Linked DNA regions of Rattus norvegicus: region 1 is linked to region 2. A link is a contact called in public Hi-C data. All regions are on one chromosome and are shown on one strand. The core of a region is the stretch at or near the end of the contact, and the rest is flanking DNA. Distances in the headings are between cores, read along the strand shown. Region 1 holds the start of Ralbp1 (ralA binding protein 1). Region 2 holds the start of Vapa (VAMP associated protein A).

What was found. Hi-C and Micro-C count contacts between places; a contact is called where the count stands out from the background.
Region 1: a contact with region 2 is called in a Hi-C map of liver, with 4 times the contacts expected there. The contact joins the promoter of Ralbp1 here to the promoter of Vapa in region 2. A contact is called at or near these places in 2 of 12 Hi-C or Micro-C datasets (liver and mammary epithelial cells).

Annotation. Positions count from the first base shown.
Region 1 is chr9:112,937,191-112,941,664 of GRCr8, reverse strand. It overlaps Ralbp1 (ralA binding protein 1), which reads left to right and starts at 2,006. Exons shown (of 10, transcript NM_032067.2): 1 at 2,006-2,247.
Region 2 is chr9:112,652,370-112,656,345 of GRCr8, reverse strand. It overlaps Vapa (VAMP associated protein A), which reads left to right and starts at 1,615. Exons shown (of 6, transcript NM_031631.2): 1 at 1,615-1,924. The coding sequence starts at 1,846.

The DNA of each region.
Region 1 (4,474 bases), core at 757-3,256, 280 kb before region 2:
GTGAGAGACTGAATTAAATAAAGGGTCTCAGCATCAGGAAGGTTGAGAGCCACAGTCGTGGAGCAACAAGTTTTATGTTCACATCAGCTCTCCTATCCTCAGTCCCGTGGGGGTGATGCAAGTCAGCTTGGATGGATGTTGCACAGGCAGAAAGTTTGCATCATAGCTGAAGAATGTTTGGATTAGAGAGCCCTGGACTCTTGCTAGAGCTGGAGCCTGGTGTTTGCCTCGTGTTCCTAAGGCCCTATGTTCAGTCTGTAGAGCTGCAAAAGACGAACAAGACCCATCTTTTTAATAATGGGCAGCAAATGAACCTGCCTACCTTTTGTCCCAAAACATGCTGTATTTGTTTGATATTTTTAACTTCATCCTCTCCCTGAATTCTGTTTAGCTTTGCCCCGGCAGGAGACAAATGGTTCCTAGATTTGCAGACCTCAAATACTTCACTGTACCAGAAAAGAAAGGAAGCTGCGGTTTAGTGGAAGCCTCCATCTGTCTCTGTGGGTTCGTGGGTTCTGCTTGGACATGATGCTTATTTCTAAAACAGTTACCAGAGTAAATGGTTCTGTGGTGCTCCTTAAGTGGGAGGGGAAAATGCTGAGAAACAGCCCTGTAAATACCTCCATTAGCACAATTGAATAATAAAAAGTGTGTAAAGATTATTCCTGGATTGGCTCGCCCGCTGAGGCTCACATAAACACAGCACTTAAGGATCTCAGAAGGGAGTCAGTCTTCACTCTAACTGACCGCTCTTGCTTTTCCCTCTACCTTGCTGTGTCCCCTAACTCTCTTTCAGCTTCATTCACTTCCAGTGGACAGGCCACGTGATGTTGCAGTAAATATGACCACCGGTGAATTACTCAGTAAAGAACGCCTCTTTCCCCACCTCATTATTTTATATGTCAATGTCAGGAGAGGGTTCATAAAGCCCTGCTCAGACCAGTGCCTATCCCTTGGCCATATCAGAACTGCCAGTGGGAAGGAGCATTTTAACTGGCATACTCACAGGCCAGCTTCTCCTGGAGGCTGTTTTATTGCTACAGGGGTTCTGGAAAGATCCCTCTAGGACCTCAGTGTTCCACTGAGGGTGACTCTTGCGCAAGGAACGGACTTGTCATATTTGAGGAAAGATGGCTGGGGGGCATAGTACAGGACGGATCATCGAAATCCATATGGCTCTCGGAAAGAAGCATACACTAGAAATCTCATCTCTCTTCTGACTGCCAATGCTATAAACCCAGAATACTTCAAAGGACTGCTGTTTATCACGGTATACACCGGAGAACACTCCTTCAGTCCTTCATGGAGGACTTCGGGAGGATATTCAGCTGTTTCTGTTTGCGAGCTGAACATGATGCTGTGCAGCTTTAACTCGGGGGTTGATTGCTAACTGCTGAGCTAAGTGGGTGGGAGTCAGCAGTTCCCCGCAAGCCAACACACTAAAGGGATCCTGCGGACTTCCCCGCATAGGCCCCAAAAGCTTCCTTTCTCCAAACCCCAAGGCAAGAATTCTCCAACTGAAGATCTCCGCCCAAAGAAGGCCAGCAAGGTGCTCCGCCCAGAGGCGGGGTGGGTCGGCAGCCCAGGCTGGTTTAACTGGTCGGAACCACTAAAGTACGCAGACGCTTGGGGGAAAGTGTCATTTTCGATAGCTGCGGACACCCGGCCAGAGCTTGGGGAGGATTGCGCTTTCTTTCCTGCAGAGCTCCGCAGGGATCCCACACTGTTTTCACTGGGATTCGCTCCGGTAGGTGTGTGTTCCACTCGGTCCCCAGGACACTGCGCAGGCGCCTGCAGAGCCTTAGCGCTTGGCGCATCCTCTCGCGGGTTCCCTGTTTCCCCAACGAGTTCCATCTCGTGAGGCGCGATGCTTTCTGGGTGTTGTGGTTTGTGTCCGAGACACGGGCCTGCAGTGGCGGGGGTGGCGGGTTTACAAGAACTACAACTCCCGGCGTGCCCCGTGCGAGGACAAGGGGCGTTTGCCCTAGACGCCCCTAGCCGTCACGGCCAAGGATCGGAGGACCCGGGAAGCCGGCTGCGGCGGGAGGAGGGCGTGCGCGTGCGCGCTGGGCGGCTCGTCCTGTTCTGTCCCAATCATTGTAAACAGGCGGAGGCTGGGCGGGGTGGGAATGGGGCTCCCGCGGCCGGCCAGGGGGGCAGCGCAGGAGGCGGCGGTTGTAGCGGCAGCGTGAGTGCGAGGAGGCGGCGGCTGCAGCGGAGCGGACGGTCGCTCGGCGGCAGGCACTGGTCAGTGGCGGGGAGCGTTGGCTCGCGGGGGTCGCAGCGCTGCAGTGGTGTCTGTGGGAGCCGTCCGGCGCCCGGCCTTGCGCCCGCGCCTGTCATGCAGCGTGCTGGGCTTGGGATCCGGGGCTCGGAATTGGAGTTGGGGGTGGGGGGCGTGGCTGCCCCGCCTTACGTTGTCCGCGAAGGCTTCACTCCCCGAGCTTGCTCCTTTGGGGTGGGTCACCCCGCCTGCCGGACAGGCCTCCCTGGGACCTCCCGGTGTGTCCTGTGCTGCTGTGGGAGCCAGGGGCTAGCTGGGAGCCCAGCTGCTTCCTTGGATCTTCCAGGCCGCGGGGCATCCCTGCGGGCCACACCTGGCCGGAGCTGCGGCGGGGGACTGGCCTGACGCAGTCTTCCGGTTTATGGGTCTCACCTGGCTCGCCCACCTGTCTCCGCAAGCGGGGTGGAGTCGGGGAACAGCTCCTGCTGTGGCTCGTAGCCTGCGTTGGGCAGGGGGGCGACCCTGATTGTAGCGGTCCTTGTTTCAGGGTTCAGTGGAAGTGTTCGGCCAGATCTGGAGTTGAGAGCTTCGTTCTCAACGCGTTTTCATGCCGGAGTGTTCTTAGTCCAGGCCAGCTTTCTTTTTCCCGTCTTTTAAATATGTCGCAGTGAAACAGAGTTTGACAAAATATTCCACTTCCCAGTCTTCTGAAGTAGTGCTGGTTCAAGTTTGGGGATCATTACAAGGATTCTTCCAGAGAGAACAGCGCAGTTACCCTAATGTTATTGGAGATCACAGCCGTTTTCGTTTGGAGGTCTATGCCTGTGACAGAAGTGTGCTATACACTGTGTACATCGAGCTGTTCCACTGCCCAGCCTCAGTGGTGTTGATGGAATGAATGCCAGTGGGCTACCACTGAGTAGCTTGGGAAGCATTACTCATACCTGGCAGTTATTGACCAAGACCTTAGTGATAAGTTAATAGGCCTACTTTGGATTTAGTGTTCAGGTGCTAGCACTTGGAAAGGAAAGATCCCATCACTTTCTGTACTAGGAATTATATCGATGATTTCAAGGTCCTGGGTATCTTCCTCGAAATGAATAACTTCCTTTTAGTGGTGTTGGCATTTACAGGGGTTTGGAGCTTCTACTTTTTCAGTGTGTCCCATAGATTGGAGAGAGATAGGTTAGTTTAATAGCAGCTGCTGTTAAATAATTTTTAAAACAAAGTATCTAGAAGCCGGCTGGTGGTGGCACATACCTTTATTCCCAGCACTCTGGAGGCAGAGGCAGGAAAATGTCTGTGAGTTCCAGGTCTGCCTTGTCTACAGAGAGGGTTCCTGGACAGCCAGGGCTAAACAGAGAAATCCTGTCTCAAAAAACAAATCACAGAGTATCTAGAAACAAGGTAAGATGACTGAATTTGCTGTCTTTTTAAACGGTGGTTTCTCATAAGTTTACAGGGACCGTTTTCCTCATAATTTAGAGAGACAGAAGTGGTATTTTAAAAATTGAGTACTGGGGCTGGAGACAGGGCACACTGGTTAAGACGTTCGCAGTATGACTCTTGGAGAGTTACAGGGTTTGCTCCCCAGAAACTGTTCCCAACTGTCTGTAAGTCCAGCTCCCAGGAAACCCAACACCTGGTCTTCACAGGCAGTGGCTCACCTCCCCCTGTAATTAAAGATAATACAAATCTAAAAAAATGAATATTAACTTTATTTTGTACAGTTAATTTGCATAGTCATAGCTTGGCAAAGAGAAGATTAGGTCCACAACACTACAGAACACTATCCCAAAGTATGTTCTGTTATTTTCTTTTTGTGTGTTGGGGTTGGGGGTAGATGGGGGTGGCAGGGTCTCACTGTGAAGTCCTGGCTAGCCTGGAACCTCCCTATGTGGACCAGGCTGCTTCAACACAGAGATCTTCCTGCTTTTGGCTCCTAAGTGCTGGGATTAGATATGTGTCCAGCTATTATTTTCTTTGAAAAAGAAAGTCTCTGATAGACTTTATGCTAATATATGTGAGACAGAGCATGGGGGAAATGCAGATTATTTAGAATACAGGAGTAGAGAGAACTTGGAGGAGGATAAGAGCCACATTCAGATGGTCAGAGTTCTCTCTTCTTTTTTTTTTTTTTTTTGGTTCTTTTTTTTCGGAGCTGGGAACCGAACCCAGGGCCTTGCGCTTCCTAGGCAAGCGCTCTACCACTGAGCTAAATCCCCAACCCAAGTTCTCTCTTCTTAACAA
Region 2 (3,976 bases), core at 366-2,865:
AAATCACACAAAAAATTTGGCTGGTGATTGGGATAGAATTTCCAACTATTTTTGAAATGTTTCCAAACCTAACTTTTTTTTTTTTTTTTGCCACTTTGCACTAGGTATTTATATAAAACCGATTCTCAGCATTGGTAATTAGAAAATCAAAATAGCAATCAACTACAAAAAAGTTGAAAATGTTTAGTCTATCAAATATTCAGCCAGGAATAATTTTTATGTAGGAATGGACACGCAAACCTATCTCGTTTGTATACAAGCTAGCTTTTGTCTTAAATGTGTAAGTTTTTTCATCTTTTTTTCTTTCAAACTTCATTTTTAGGTTAGGATACAAAGTAAGCATTCAAAGAAGGAAAACAAACTTTTTTTTGTGATCAATGTTTTATACCACAATTTTATATCCTATATACCCAGGGTGGCATAAAAATTTCTCAGGTGACGGGACGGAGAGTTGAAAAAGTTTAATTAGCTGTATTCTAGACTGCCCATTTTCGACATTTACTTTCCAGACAGTCTAGGATGCCTTTCCGTGGCAGAAGCATCAATACGTGCTTTGTTTCGCACGGAGCTTCCTAGAGATTTAAATTCAAGCAGTACCATAGGACACAATAAAGGTTTATTTTTACAGCACATCCATTTGTTTTGTTTGCTCTTCCCGTCCCTGGATACCCTGGCAATGAGCTGAATATCTGTCAGCAATTTGCTTGGCAATTTTTCTCATTTGGTATAGGCTCTCCTAAGTGATGCAGATAAAATTCGTCCCTAGCACGGCACGAGAACCAGGCAAACAGATTTGGAATGAGCCACACTGTAGATACAGCACGTGAATTCCACGCCGTAGGAGCAGACATTTGGTTTCTACCCTTGATTATTTGTGCCTGGCCTAGATTTCCCCTGGAACCCGTTTGCTTTTGCGCGAGGTGTGTTTCCCTTTGCTGGGCAGGAGGGAGATCCGGGAGGCAGCTTTGGAACGGCAGGGTTAGAACAGAGCGCGCGTCCGCAGAGGGCGGAAGGAATCCCGGGCAGACCAGACGGACACGCCCTGCCGCTTTCCCAAAGGGCCGTCTCTCCTGGGATGCCTGGCTCCCAGGCAGCCTGCAAAAACCCTTTTCTTTTTCCAATGCAGACGAGACAACCTCGGCGAGCCAAAAGCAGAGTCAGCGGCCCCACCCACTCGCCTCCAACGGACCCGGGTTGCCTTCCCGGTTCCCAGCAGCCCCCGCGGAGACGCCGCCCGCACGGGGCATGCTGGGAGTCGAGGTACCCGGCACTTCTTGACTGTCTTCCGTTCGGAATTCCACTTGGAACGCTGTGAGGTAGCATCGTAGTCGGCGCTACAGCCCCGCATTCGCAGCTCCAGGGCGCCAAGAACGACGCCCCTCGCCCGGCGCCGCGCACCCCGTCTCCCACAAACAGCCCTACTACGCCCCCTGCACGCTCTACAGAGATTGACAGCAGCGCGGCGCAGGGAGCTGCGGCCAAGTCGGAGGTGCGCAGGCGCACTAGCTCAGCGCCGAGCCCAGTTAGGCCCGGAGGGCGGGGCCAACACGAGGGCTCTGGGCCGCGGGGGCGCGCACGGAGACACGTAAGGCCGTCACGTGGGGAGCCGAGGATCGCAGTGCGCGTGGCCGCGGCGACTGGTGTGGGGTTGAGTCAGTTGTGACACCCGGAGCTGCTGACCCGACAGGCAGCCCTCGGGACCCGCGGCCCGGCAGCAGGCGCGGAGCTTCGGGAATCGTGAGCCTGGCCCCGTCCTAGAGCTCCGCGGAGCCGGCGCCGCCACCGTCCCCCGCCCCCGCCAGCGAACCGCCGCCGCGGGCGCGCCCCCGCTCTGCGCTGTCTCCTATGGCGTCCGCCTCCGGGGCCATGGCGAAGCACGAGCAGATCCTGGTCCTCGACCCTCCTTCAGACCTCAAATTCAAAGGTAGGCTGGCTGGGACGCGCCCGAGCGGGGCTGGGGCCGGCGGGCGGCGGCGGGGTGGACGGGCTGCGCTCCCCTCCCCCACGCCCGGACCGAACGTCGGAGCCGCGGCTCCGCTGCGTCCCTCCGCTCGGCGCCTCGGCGTCCGCCGCTGCCGGGCCGGGCTGCGGAGGGGAGGGGAGGGAGCCGGACGGACGCCGCGGAGGGCTCTGCCCGGAGCCGCCGCCATCTTGCGGCCCACGGGGGCGCCGCGGGAGCCCGCCCGCGCCTTGCCCGCCCGCCCGCATGGCGTCCTTGCCCCAGGGCGGCCGCGGCGCGGTCCAGGCTGTGCGAGCCGGAGGCTGGGAGCAAGAGCTCCGGGGTCTGCGGGCGCCAGCGGGCGACGTTCCGCGCCTTTGGGTAGGCACGGCCCGCGGGCGAGGCGCTCAAGACCGCGGGCTTCGCCCGGAGTCTTCCCTGTCAGGTGCCGGACTCTGTCAAGCCGGGAGACCCAGCAGTGTCTGGCTGGGACTGACCCCGAGTGTTGGCACGGCCCCAAGCGCGCGGCAGAAAGCTGTGCGTCAGCTGGGGCATGCATGGTCGTAGGTTAATGGGAGTGGGTCCCTTGGGTCACGTCGACTCGTCCTTAGGTACGGAGGACCCAGCCCTTGTGCTCCTAGTCCTTGAGTTCACACTGTCTTTTTACTGAAGACGACTCAGGGTCTGTGACCCTCTTACGTTTGCGGTTTCCCAGCATACCCGGAGAAAGCTGATAAGGTGCCACACAGCTCTGGAACTGTTGACTTTGGAGCACTGACTGTGATAGACAATCACTGGTTTGGTGATCCTTGTTCAGATCCGAGGCCGTTTGCCTTCTCAGTGTGTAGGAAACGAAAAGTTATACAGAACAGTTTACTGCATTTTAAGGAGCTAAAAAGAACACGTGCTTCCTATCTTTAAATGAAAAGTGCCCCCCTCCCCCTTTGGAAAGTTAATACCTTGCGTTTTAATTTCAGCAACTGGTGAAAACAATTTCCCTTAAGCGCATATCGATTCCAGTAGGAAAAGAAAAAGTAAACCCATTATAGTAGTGTAAAAGTGAGTCCACATGAAAATAGCTGAATTGTCCTTGTAGGAACAATTTAAAATAGTTCCAGATACTTAAGACTTTTATATTTTAAATAGTTTAGGACTTAAACATGTGGTATTCTGCTAGTAGCATGCCCTGCAGGCGTTTCAGTACATTCACAAGTTCCTCCGTACTAGACAAGAACTTGATTGTGATTTTAAGGCAGTTTTAATATGCTTGGAATTGGGTCGTGAACCACACTTATAATCCCGGCATTTTGGAAGTTCAGGAACCACCCAAAGTTTGAAATAAACCTGGACTACATGTGAGACACTTGACAGTGTCTCACCCTCCGGTATTTCGAGTGTATTTTGCTGCAGCAAATTTCTGGTTGCTTGATTTAAGTTTTTTTGGAGGGGAGTTGGGCGGAGTTTGCTGAGAAGTCCTCAGAGTATTTGTACTGTAGTAGCCATCATTAGTGGGAGCGATTTAATATAAATCTTGACGATATTCTGTGTGGTTTGCTTTCCCCCTTTTGACAGTGTAGAGCAAATTTTCCTTACTGCATAGCCATGTGTGAAAGGTATTTTATGAGGCAGGTTTTAAAAACCACCAGAAATTGTGCTGTATTCATGTAGATCACTCATTTTTGATATTAAATAATTACAACCGTGTTTATGCAACAGGCTCTGTGTTACCAAAAATCCCAATGCTGGTGGAAAAGGCATGTAAATGATACCGGGGCAGGAGCACGTCTGAAAGAAGCTCTTTTCTGTAGGAAACTCAAGGAAAAGGCTCTTGAAGTTGCCTGGGGAAAGTCATGCAAAGGGAGTGGTTGAGTAAATCGGAGTGAGATGAGATGCATAGACTCCAGTCGGTCAGACTTGTGGAAAGGTGGGAGAGATGGATATGATAGGGAGAGGTGCAGAGGGTTGAAGTGAGGTTTGCTGCTTTTCTCCTTAGTGTTACTTTGTCAGCCAGAGGTAACTTGGTACAGTGGAAGCCTC